Linked DNA regions of Sus scrofa: region 1 is linked to region 2. Evidence: chromatin contacts called from public Hi-C data. All regions are on one chromosome and are shown on one strand. The core of a region is the stretch at or near the end of the contact, and the rest is flanking DNA. Distances in the headings are between cores, read along the strand shown.

The links. Hi-C and Micro-C count contacts between places; a contact is called where the count stands out from the background.
Region 1: a Hi-C map of skeletal muscle shows a contact between it and region 2, with 7 times the contacts expected there. The contact joins two enhancer-like sites. A contact is called at or near these places in 1 of 5 promoter capture datasets (fetal skeletal muscle), 2 of 47 Hi-C or Micro-C datasets (liver and skeletal muscle) and 1 of 2 datasets of contacts at active chromatin or transcription factors (alveolar macrophages).

The regions. Positions count from the first base shown.
Region 1 is chr14:49,821,003-49,826,977 of Sscrofa11.1, reverse strand. It overlaps the pseudogene LOC106505977. Among named protein-coding and RNA genes, the nearest start is that of MIF, 17 kb to the left of the region's middle. Within about 2 kb of position 1,472, at least 75 of the 83 cell types and tissues checked have an H3K27ac peak or open chromatin away from gene starts, as enhancers often do. A contact at or near this core is called in alveolar macrophages, liver and skeletal muscle, where this site is marked.
Region 2 is chr14:49,700,011-49,705,857 of Sscrofa11.1, reverse strand. All of the region lies in intron 29 of CABIN1 (calcineurin-binding protein cabin-1), which reads left to right. Among named protein-coding and RNA genes, the nearest start is that of SUSD2, 19 kb to the right of the region's middle. Within about 2 kb of position 3,472, at least 58 of the 83 cell types and tissues checked have an H3K27ac peak or open chromatin away from gene starts, as enhancers often do. A contact at or near this core is called in alveolar macrophages, liver and skeletal muscle, where this site is marked.

The DNA of each region.
Region 1 (5,975 bases), core at 223-2,722, 120 kb before region 2:
TTTCATTCACAGGCCATCTTAGCTCTACTTAAGCAGGAAAGCTGAAATGACTTGCCCAAGATCACTCAGCTAGTAAGTGACAGATCCAGGATTCAAATCCAGGTCTCTGGACTCAGAGCTGGGCCAGGGAGGACAAGGACAAACAGACTGGCAGCCCATTGAGGTGGCCTGGCCCTGCAGGTGGTGGCAGCAGGCCTTGGCTGGGAAAGGTTGGCTTTAGCCCCTTCCAAGTGGCTTCCTCAAGCCACATGGACTGGGCTCTCTGGTACCACGTCTTTGCATTTGAGGGCCCCATGCCCTTTAAAAGCACTGTGTCTCACTAGATATAACCACCTCAGGAACAGATAAGAGCTGTGATTATTTTACAGATGACAAAGCAGCCTCAGAAAACTTCGGGGAGCTCAGTAACCTCCCCATTGGGATGTAACCTGCTCTACAGGGGCCATTCACCTAAGGTCAGAACAGATTCTACCAGAAGACTGCCAAGGTCCTCCCTGAGGGAGGTGGGCTGGGTCCCCAAGGTGCCCTGGCAAAGGATGAACAAAGCATGAACAAGATGGGGGGGGAACCCCATGTTAAGTCTCCTATTGACAAGGGATCCTGAGAGGCTTCTTGCTCTGACCCCCTAGTCCTACACTTGGTCCACCTCATCCAGAAGCCCTGAAATGGGACTGGGGTGTTCATGACACAGACTTCCCTTAAAACTAGTGTCTAGTTCTCACCAGGGTGTGCCCCCAGGGTGCTTTCACTCTCTCCTCCCATTGGCATCCCTTCCTTGCGTTGCTATTGTCCATCTGTCCCTCTTTCTCCTCAACCCAAAGGTAAGTCTCCCACAGGTAGAGCTAAGACGAAGGGTGGTTAAGAGAGCTTTAGGTGCCGGAAAGAGCTGCGGTCACACTTTCACCTGCAAGTGACAGTAACCTCTGAGGTTCCTTCCTGCTCTGGAACTGGGCTCTTGCTTCAGGTCTCCTGACTGTCCTCCACCCTTTCCCTCTCCCATCCTGTGCATAAAAAATATTGATCTAAAAATTAGTAGGGGTCTATTATGGTCTGCTTAATGAAGGGGCTTCTAAGGCTGGGGAAAGTCGCCATGGACTCAGCTTTGTCAGGAGGCCGCCCTGCTCGGTTCCTTCATTTCTTTTTTCTCTCCACTTTTTGGGTCCACCCTCGTCTCTTCGCGCCCTCCTGTCTCCCCTTCTCCCTGTCTTCCCCCAGGGACCCGAACAGTTCCTCCCACCGCCGACAGGAGGCTGCACTCCCTGCCCTCGCCCCTCGGGGTCTCCGCCCCAGATCTCTTTGCGCCCCAGATCCTTCCCTTACGCTCCGCTCCCGGGTCCTTTCCCTCCCCTTCCCGTCAGCCTCGGATGCCGCTTGGCAATAACGGAACCACCCGCCGCACTCAAGAGGCCCAGAGCACAGGGGCAGCTCAAGTCACCAGACCTTAACTGACTGGCGCGAGCCGGCTGCCTGTTGCCAGGCAACCCGCCCACCCACACCCCTTCCTCCCGGCAAGCACCGCGAGCAGCGCCGGGCGGGGGCGGGGGCGGGGGCGGGGGCGGGGCGGGGCCGGCGAGGTCGGGGGATCCGCCCACCCCCTGCAAGCTCCAGGGTCTGTGGCGCCAGGACGCCTGTGCTTGACAGGGGGTCCCAAGCCGCGAAGTGAGGGCTGATAAGTTGCTGTGCTGAGGGCTCGCGTAAAACACCCGTCCAAGAGAAAGCCCGTCTGACATAATTTTGGTTTATTGCCGTGACCTTTTTGTTGGTATGGTAGTTTTAATTTATTATTATAAAGAATAATATATGAGTACTCGTGTATCCCCCGTTTGGATCAGGCGTAAGTGAGGGCCACCCTGGGTGCTTCCACCTCAGTCTCCTCGGAGGAAACCACATTCAGGAATCTGGTGGTGGCTGTGGCTATGTGTCTGTAATTGAAGGAGTTCAGAACTACCATCCCAAAATAGGCTGCTTTGGCATATTGACGATTTTGAGTCAAAGATACTTGAAGAAACAGCAAATGCAAGAAAGACACTGATTCGCCTTTTTTTTTTTTCTTTTCTTTTTTTAAAAGCCACACCTGCAGCATATGGAAGTTCCCGGGCTAGTGGTTTAATGGAAGCTGGAGCTGCAGGCCTGCACCACAGCTTGTGGCAACGCAGGATCCTTAACCCACTGAGCAAGGCCAGGGATGGAACCTGCATCCTCAGAGTATACATTGGGTTCTTTTTTTTTTTTTTGTCTTTTTTTTTGTCTTTTGTCTTTTGTTGTTGCTATTTCTTGGGCCGCTCCCGCGGCATATGGAGGTTCCCAGGCTAGGGGTCGAATCGGAGTTGTAGCCACCGGCCTACGCCAGAGCCACAGCAATGCAGGATCCGAGCCGCGTCTGCAACCTACACCACAGCTCACGGCAATGCCGGATCGTTAACCCACTGAGCAAGGGCAGGGACCGAACCTGCAACCTCATGGTTCCTAGTCGGATTCGTTAACCACTGCGCCACGACGGGAACTCCTACATTGGGTTCTTAAGCTGCTGAACCACAACAGGAACTGCCTGATTGTCTTTTTATTAAGAACAGGAGATGAAATTGCCATAGGAAAAGGTTTTCCACGCACCAGAAGGAAAGTAATGGACTTAACATCAAGGAGGAGAAGTTGAGACCAAGAGAATTCTGTACAAACCTTGTGAAAATAATCTTCCGTTAGCCTCTCCATGTAGTTTATTTTCTCCCCATGACCTCTGTGTTCAACCTAACATAAAAGCATGTTGAGTTTGCCATCTTTGGGTCATCAATCCTTATGAAGGGTCCCACATCAGGAAAAACTTGTATTAATACGTTTTTTATGCTTTTCTCCTGTTGATCTTTATTATGCCAATCAGGCCCAGCTGGAAAAAACCCTCAGAAAACAAAGGTAAAATTTTACCTTTTTGGCACAGTCCTGGTAGCTGGCTTCATGGTTTGCATTTTTTTGGGCACTTTGCCCCTCAGTTGTCTGAGATGCTCTCTCTCAGGCAGGTATGTGGGCTTAATTCACTAATTTTCGCCCTGCACTGTGTTAGATTCTTTTGGTAAATGGGTGTTGAGAATGCTTTCAACTCTTCACTATTATAAGGTTATAATAGAATACTGAACAACATACTGAACATATTTTAAACCTGTTGGATGTGGAATAAATAGCGTTAATAACATTGCAATTTTAACTTCTTTTAGTAAGTTTAGGCTTCTTTTTATATGTTTTTTGTCAACTCACTTTTCATGTTCTAAGAATTGCCTGTTTTTCTTTTGCCTTGTGTGTATTTTTGGTTTTTGTTGTTGTTGTTGTTGTTTTGCTTTTTAGGGCCACACCTGCGGCATTTGGAAGTTCCCAGGCTAGGGGTCAAAATCAGAGCTGCAGCCGTCAGCCTACGCCACAGCCAGTCAGGATCCGAGCCATGTCTGCAACCTACACCACAGCTCACGGCAACGCTGGATACTTAACCCACTGAGTGAGGCCAGGGATTGAACCCAAATCTTCATGGATGCTAGTTGGATTTGTTACTGCTGAGCCACGACGAAAGCTCCTTCCTTTCTTATTGCTTCTCAGACTGGTTTCTCTGGGGATTTACATTTTTAAGAGTAAACCTGGGCACTTTCCTTGCTTTCCCTCTCCTGTGGCCTTTTCTTGTATTTGTGAAGGGCCCTTGTACGTCGTTGCCTTAGGAAGGTGTTTGGGACATGGAAGGGTAAGCATCTTAGAACCTGCAGTCCTATTGGGGCCCTCTGCCCCTCTGTCTGTGCAGCAGGGAGTGCCCCTGAGCTTACCCAGCCCCAGCCACCACTGGCTTCCCTGAGATCTGGGTCCTTGGGGCTTGTGCAGGCTACGGTCAGGTCACCTCCGCCTTTTGCAGACCATTCCCACCCTCCTGGGGCTCCTTACAACCAGCCAGGAGCCCAAACATAAATGTTTAGGGACTTGCCCTTTCAAGTTTCTCCTGGTTTCCTACCCCACATGTCTATTTTCAATGGAGTGATTGATTTTCTTATGGGTGGGAGGGCTGGGGGCAATCTTCCAGGGCTCTCCTCATGAAAAAGGAAGGGAGGGAGGAAGGAAGGAAAGGAAAGAAAGAAAAGAAAAAAGAAAAGAAAATCCCCTTTCATCCTGTGCTGTGGGTTAAGAATCTGACTGCAGGGGGTCGGGGCACTGCAGAGGTGTGGGTTCCATCCCTAGCCCAGCAAGTGGGTTAAAGGATCCCACGGCTGTGCTGTGGCTCAGATTCAATCCCAGAGAACTTCCACATGCTGCGGGGTGTGGCCCTAAAACAAAAACCGACCAAACAAAATAACCCTGAAGTGTGTGTCCTCAGCTGGCCCCCAGTGGATTTGAAGGACATGGAAGCTGCCCAGGCTGGAGAGAAGCAGAGATGGAGTAGGGGGTGGTTTGGCCCCAGCCAGGCAGAGGGAGGGAGCAGGGGTGGGAGTGTCCACAGGCTTGTACTATGGAGGAGGAGGGGGGCCAGGCTGGGGACCTTGCCTTTGGAAAACCAGTGCCCCTCACAGGGGCACAGCCCACCCACCTCCAGTCTCCAAGAGGTGTGGTGGCCTGGCTGGGTGCCCAGCCAGTGGTGGAGGGAGTAGGCTTCAGGGAGGGTCACGAACCAGAGCGCGGGCACCATTGTGAAGTGGCCCAGTACTAAGCCAGCACAGCGATGGTGCTTGAGCTCTTTCTGGACCTGTACTGGTCCCCTGCTGTGCCGTCTACATTTTCGCCAGGAAAAATGGCATTCCCTTCAAGCTGCGGCCTGTGGAGCTGGTACGGGGTGAGCTAGGAGCTAGGTGGGCTCCATGGAGGAGATGCCCAGGGGCCAGACCCTGCGCTGAGACTCTCCTGCTCTCTGCCCCTCAGGGGAGCACCTGAAACCCAAATTCCTGAAGGTGAACCCCCTGGGGAAGGTGCCTACTCTCAGGGATGGGGATTTCCTGCTGGCTGAGAGGTAGGGTGACCTGGGTCCAGGACTCAATGTTGGAGGTAGGCAGAGGAAGGCAGACAGAAAGCTGGTCACCTCTGGCTTGGCAATCTTTCCAGACTTCTGGGTCCCTCTCCCTTGCGGCCAGTTCAGCTTGGAGAGTATGGGGTTGCTTTGAGGCTAAAGCTGGGAGCTTCAGAGTGGGCAGGGGTTTGGGCCACCTCCCAGGCCTGGACAACCTGGAACCCACCAAGGAAGACCCAGGCTTGAGGGTAGCCTCTCTGCAGATGTCAGACTCACCAGAGCGGGGCAGCCCTGGGACTGCATGGGGCTCTGAGTGCCACTCCCTGTTCCCACCTTTTGCCAGTGGGCAGGTTACAAAGCTTCATGCCCTGGGGCTGCTGCTTCTGTAAAATAGGGTTATGAGGTAACCACCTCCCAAGGCTTGTCAGGGCATGGAAACTGGGCACCACATGCCTAGAGGCCAAGGGGGACTGAGAGTGGGGGACCCAAAGTTCCTTTTGTGGCTCAGTGGATTACAAACCTGACTAGTATCCATGAGGATGCAGGTTTATTCCCTGGCTTCACTCAGCGGATTAAGGAACCAGTGTTGCCGTGACCTGTGGTGTAGGTTGCAGACAGGGCTCAGATCCTGTGTTGCTGTGGTTGTGGGGTAGGCTGGCAGCTGCAGCTTCAATTCACATTTGACCCCTAGACTGGGAACTTCTGTATGCTGTAAGTATAACCATAAAAAAGAAAAAAGGGGAGTTCCTGTTGTGGCGCAGTGGTTAACGAATCCGACTAGGAACCATGAGGTTGCGGGTTTGGTCCCTGCCCTTGCTCAGTGGGTTGGGGATCCGGCGTTGCCGTGAGCTGTGGTGTAGGTTGCAGACGCGGCTCGGATCCTGCATTGCTGTGGCTCTGGTGTAGGCCGGTGGCTACAGCTCCGATTCGACCTCTAGCCTGGGAACCTCCATATGCCGCGGGAGCGGCCCAAGAAATAGCAACAACAACAACAACAACAAAGACAAAAAGA
Region 2 (5,847 bases), core at 2,223-4,722:
GGGCCATGGGCAGGCCCTCTCAGTAGGTGCTGGTGGGGTGTGTGCACAACAGGGACATGCGTGCTTGTCCTGCCTTGCTGAAGTAGATGCCGCCCTAGACCAAGGAATAGGAACCCTTGCCCCCAGCCCCCTGTATTTCCCTAGCAGGTCCTTGTTCTGCACCGGGGTCCTCACTCATGGGTCAAACAGGCAAAACAGCTGGGCTCAGTGAAACCAAGGACACTTTGCAGCTGCATCACGCAGTCCGAGCCATTTCCACATGCCAGAGGCTCTAGTGAGGGTGATGTGGGGCTGCAGCTGGGCCCGTGTGCCTGAGGACAAAGGCACATTTCTGTCTCGGCCATCAGGGAAAGGAGAGAGAGCTGCCTGGTGTGGGACTGTGATGCTGGCACTCCCATAGCAGAGGTTGCCCAGGCACCTGACATACAGAGCCAGTGTCCCACAGTAGGGAAGGCTCTTCCTCCAAGCTAGCTGGCAGCTCCAAGCTCCAGTGCTGAGAATTTGGATTGTTAACTCCACGAGGCATCTTTGCTACCCAAGAGGCAATGTTGGACAGCCTGGGCAAGGCAGGGGTCAGGTCAGGGTAGGGTCCTGGTCAAAGAACCAGGAGCACTCTGCAGGTCTGCAATGGCTCGGGTCTTGAGAGGGGTGCCTATGTGGGGACATTAGGCCACATGGTTCCCTGGGCAGCTCCTTGGGCAGCAGCCATCTCTGGGTCCGGGCCAACCCTGCTGGGGTGCGGGCCTGTGAGGCAAAGAGCAGGTGTGTGTTCCCAAGGGGGCTTGTGAGGTATAAGCTTCTCAGATGCTGGGCCTATCTGCGGCCCAGGCCCTCCATCCACCTCTACATCCCTCCTCCCAGGAGCCTGTGCAGGCTCAGGCAGTCCCTGGGCACTCAGTGTGACCACGCCAGTGATAAGAGTGACTCTAGAGAAAGGCTGGAGCACACCCTTCAGCACCCAGACCGGTGGCCAGGGACACTCCCACCACCAGGATTCACCCAGAACAGCCAACTCACAGGTTACACTGGCCCATCCTTGCACATGGAGCTCCTGTTGGCCTTGAGGGAGCAAGGTAAGGGTGGCACAGTGCTGCAGGAGCCTTCAGGTGTGGTCCTGTGAGTGAGGAACTGTTTCTCTCAGGCAGTGTCACAGGCTGGTGTCCTGCATGTCCAAGTGCTTTGTGGGCAATTAGGACCCAAGGGGCATTCGTGCATAGGGTCGTGACAAGTCCTGGGGTAGGGGCACAAGGTTCTTTCAGGCCCCTATAATTCTCAAGGCTCTGGTGCAGGCAGGCCTACTGGTCCCCACTGTCACATGAAGCCCTGGGGGCTCCTTGCATGCATCCTCTGGGCCCCACCTCCCTGTTATATGGCCTGTCAGCTAGAGGTGCTGATGCCCATCCCCATCCCCTGGGTCTCAGGAGAGGCTGGCACTGATGGCTCGGGCTGCAGGACATGGCTTGGGCTGGGAGGAGGCTGAGGTCCTGGGCATTCGCCCAGGGCATCTCTCCCCAGAGCCCCTGAGCTCCCATCGCTCACCACACGCCTGCCTTCTGCTTGTGACAGTGAGACCCCACTGTCAGGCTCTGTGTGGGGGCCCTGCACACAAGTGCTGTTTTCCAGGGAACTACGCTCTCAGCACACCCCGTTTCTTCCTGGCCTGGGTGTGCTGAGCCTCCCTGGATCTGACCTTACAGAGGATCAGGTATGCAGTGAGATTGAGAGCCATGCAGGGTGTAAGCCTTTGTATTTGCTCCAGACTTGGGGACAGTGGGGAGGGGTGGGGGGAGGTTGGTTGTCCCCACCTGCTCTGGAGCCAACCAGGCCTGAGGGTGGATTTCAGCTATACTGGACCTAACTGCTGTGTGACCCTGTGGGTGTTGTGACAACACAAGTGTGGACAGTGTGCTGCTCTTGTGACTTGAGGACATGTGGCTGGAGAACCTCCCTGAGATCCAGCCTGAGGTGGGCATGGCCTCAAGGTGGCCTGTCTCCCTGCAGGTGTGTGACCTCTGGGAGCCCAGACCTGGCTCTTCCAGTGCCTGGCAGAGTCCTGATCCTCCAGGGGGTGAGAGACACTGCCTCTGTACCTCTGGAGGCAGGGCGGGCAGAGAGTGACATATCCGGCTAAAGGTTGGCCTTGGGCCAATTTGGCTTGGGGCACGTGGCAAGCCTGGGTGGGACAGGTGGAAACTGCCTGGCTTAGGGAGATGTTCCCAGGATAGGGGCCAGTTGGATCTGCTGCCTCTGGGTGTTTTGGCGGGGGGGAGGGCAGTTAGCAAGGCATTAAGCTGGCAGGAGAGAAATGGCTATGGGGCATGGTGCCCAGCCAGGGCTGGGGCAGTGCCTTCTCACCTAGCTCTACCCCTGCCTTTGCTAGGTCTTCTCTCCTCAGCAGAGGCAGAAGAAGCAACCAGGAGTTGTGGCCAGTTCTGGGGCAGCCTGTGCTCCCTCACTGGGACTGTGGTGGTGGGGCGGGGGGAGCATCCCTGCTGAGCCCATTCCTTATCTTAGATGGGCACAGCCCTCTTCAGGCATCAGCAGAGATCTGAGGGGGATGATGGTCCTGATCCTCCCTGGCCAGCCCCACCGCCCCACCCCCACCCCAACCAGGGTCTTCTGGCTGGGCCTCACTGCCCAACTGCAAAGCCCCCTAGGGGAGACATCAGTTTCCCTGCCCTCCCCGCTAAGGATGGTACGGGGAAAGTCGACAGCTCCCACAGCCCCTCTGGATCGTCAAGGCCCCACTCATCCACACCTCTGCCCGGCAGAGAGCCCTGGGACACAACTCCAGGAGGCTGGACACGCGTGCAGGGGGACGACAGCCCTGCTGGCGCCCTTGTCCTCTGCACTCCTGGACGCCCCTTCATGCCCCGGTCCCACAGCTGCCCGCAGTGAGGGCTGTGCCCCCAGGTACCACCGCCGCGCGGGCGGTCCGGCCCGGAACCCGCGAGGATTGGCCGGCAAAGTCAGTTATGCTGCTGGGCCCGCTTCCAGGCTAAGCAGCGAGCGAGCGAGCGCCCGCGCCCCGTCCGGCCCTGCCGCCCCGCCCTGGCCCGCCGTGAGCGAGCGAGCGAGCCTCCGCGCCATGGCCCGGCGCCCGCCCTAGCTCCGTGCACAGATGCCACGGCGTAGCCGGCGGGTAGGAACTTGCCCGGGGCCGGGGCTGCGACCCTCCCTCTCTCCGCTCGGCCGTCTCGCCGCTCTCCGAGCTTTGCTCAGTCCTCCGGGCCGGCTCGACAGCCGCCCCCCGCCCGGCCCCCGGCCCGCCTGGCGCAGCAGGAAGCCCGCGGGCCGCGGTTTCTCGGGCGCCTGGCGGAGGAAGTCGGCGGCTGCTGGGCCGCGGCGCCCCCTGCCCCCGGCGGCGCCCGCATAGCGCCAGGTGGGCGGCGCGCAGGGGCGGGCGGGGCCCGAGAGAAGCCCGCCGGCGAGCCCCAGGCGAGCCTCGCCGACCCGCCGGCGCCGCGAGTGGGCGCGCGAAAGCGAAAGCCACTCGCCGAGCCGAGCCAGCAAGTTGGCGGCGGGTGGCGCGGACCGGGAGCTGCGCGGGCCGCTCCCGGGGATGGTGAGCCGGCCGGCGGGTGGGCAGCGGCGGCCCGCGCGGTGCTTCCCCAGCTATAAATAGCGGCCGTGCGGGGGCGGGAAGAGGGTGCCAGGGCTTGGCGAGCGCCAGGCCTGCTCTGCCCGGAGCTGGGCCGGACCTTGCCCCGTCGCAGAGTGGAGAGAGGGGCAGAGGGGCTGGGCGCCGGGGGCCGCGGTAGAGTGGTCGGGTGGGCTCCCTACAGGCACTTAGTTTGTTATTTCTGCTTTTCTCCGGAGGGGGAGGGGACGGACAGCCTGGCAGTTCTGGGGACCCGGTGTGCGACGTTTCATTTGGCAGCGGAGGCTGGAAAACTGCGGGCGCTGGCTGCAGGCAAATTGTTGGCTTCCCCAGCCCCTGCCTGGCTGGGGATTCATTACCTGTGCATGGCGCGGGGAATCCCTTGCCCTCCGCGGCCCAGCTTGGACCGCTCCTGGGGGCAGGGCAAGGGCGCCCCTGGCGGCCCCTGCACAACCCTGCGGCCAGAGAGGCGCCCCTGATGGGTTTGCAGTGGAAGCTGCAGGACTGACTTCCTGCACCCAGGGGTGTTTAACTTGCCGCCCCTGGCGCGCCCTTAACCTAAGGTCTGGAGCAGGACGGTGTCTCTCATTGCTGTGGGAGGTGCAGGGCTTTTAGCTCTGCGCGACATCGGGAGGTATGGGAGTTGGCAACGTGAAAACTTGCTCCTGGCCCCGAAGGCCTCCAGACTTACCCAGGGCAGTTCCAGGAGGAAATGGAGCCATGGGCGAGCTATAGGAGGGGGGATGCCCCCTTACTTGGGGGCAGGCAGAGGGGAGGAGGGAGAGCTGGGTAGGCTGAGTTCTGGTGTTGTCCCAGCTCCCTGCTGGCTGTGTGCCCTGGAACCAGTCCCTCCAGGGGAGGTGCAAGTGGGGTCATGTGCTGGAGAAGCTGGGAAGGCCCTTGTGAGTGCCATTGGCCCTGGGACTCAGGGGCACCAGGCACAGCTCTACACACCCTTTCCCACCCCTCTCCAATTGGTCTCTCTCTTTGGGAGGTTTGTGTGGGTTTATGGGTAGCATCTGTCTTCCCAAGACTGTGGAGGGTGCTGCTCTTCTCCCCAACGCTGCTCCTGAACTCAGGGCCTCACAGTCCACAGACGGACCCACTCCTTGCTTGGCTTGGGGTTGGGAGCTCCAAGGTTGTCTTGGAAACAGAGAGTTTTTAGGCTTCTCTGGGGAAAAGAGGACCCTGGTCTCCTGCATCTCTGCCAAAGGTTTCCAGCCCCAGCTGCCTGCAAGGCAGCCGGCCCTCAGCTCCCCGTCCTAGGATTGGGATGCCAGCAGACTCTCCGCCCTCGCCTGCTTGGAGCGCTGAGTCACCACTACACTTGTGCCAAAAGGGGCTGCAGGATTCCCTCTGCCCAGGAAGCAGGCTCTCCCTCGGATGCTTGAAGCATGGTGTTCACCATGAACGGGGATGTTGGGCTGAGCAGTGAGGGAGGCCTTGATCACCTGTCACACTGTGGGTGCAGGACCCATTGGTGCCGGGAGGACTGAGGAGGATAGAGTGCTCCCTGCCATCTTAGGTCAGGCACCAGGCCTTGCTTCCCAGACAGCACCTGCTTCTATGTGAGGAACACCTCTGCTGAGGGGAGGGGGTCCATCCCTAGAAGAGGGAGAGAGGCTCAGTGGAGAGTGCTATTCAGCTGGTATTCTTCCTAAAGATCCTGAAGATTCAGCCCCAGATGCCCGCCAGTAAGGGACTGGATTAGGGTGCATGTGCATAGTGATGTGATGGCATTTTTGTAAGTGATAGGGAGCTTTTGATGTTGGAAGAAAATATATGTGCTCTGTTATTAAGTTAAAAATTAAGATAAAAAGGCGTTCCCATTGTGGCTCAGCAGTTTATGAACCTAATATCCATGAGGAGGTGGGTTTGATCCTTGGCCTTGCTCAGTGAGTTAAGGATCCGGTGTTGCCGTGAGTTGGGGTGTAGGTCTCAGACACAGCTTGGATCCTGAGGTGCCATAGCTGTGGTGTAGGCCGACAGCTGTAGCTCCAATTTGACCCTAGCCTGTGAACCTCTGTATGCTACAGGTGTGGGTGCCCTAAGCAGACACAGGCCCTTCTGGGTCACCTCCCCACCTGCCTGCTTCTGCAGCTTCCCCCAGAGAGCTTCGGGCCCCCGCTGCCCTTCCCTGCTCACTTTCTCCATGGGGCACCCAGGCCTGGCTCCTTTGTGGCTTTTCTGAGTGCTCCCAGGGGTGCTGGCTTCTCTGCCCTGCTGTGTGAGCCGGGCCTAATGCC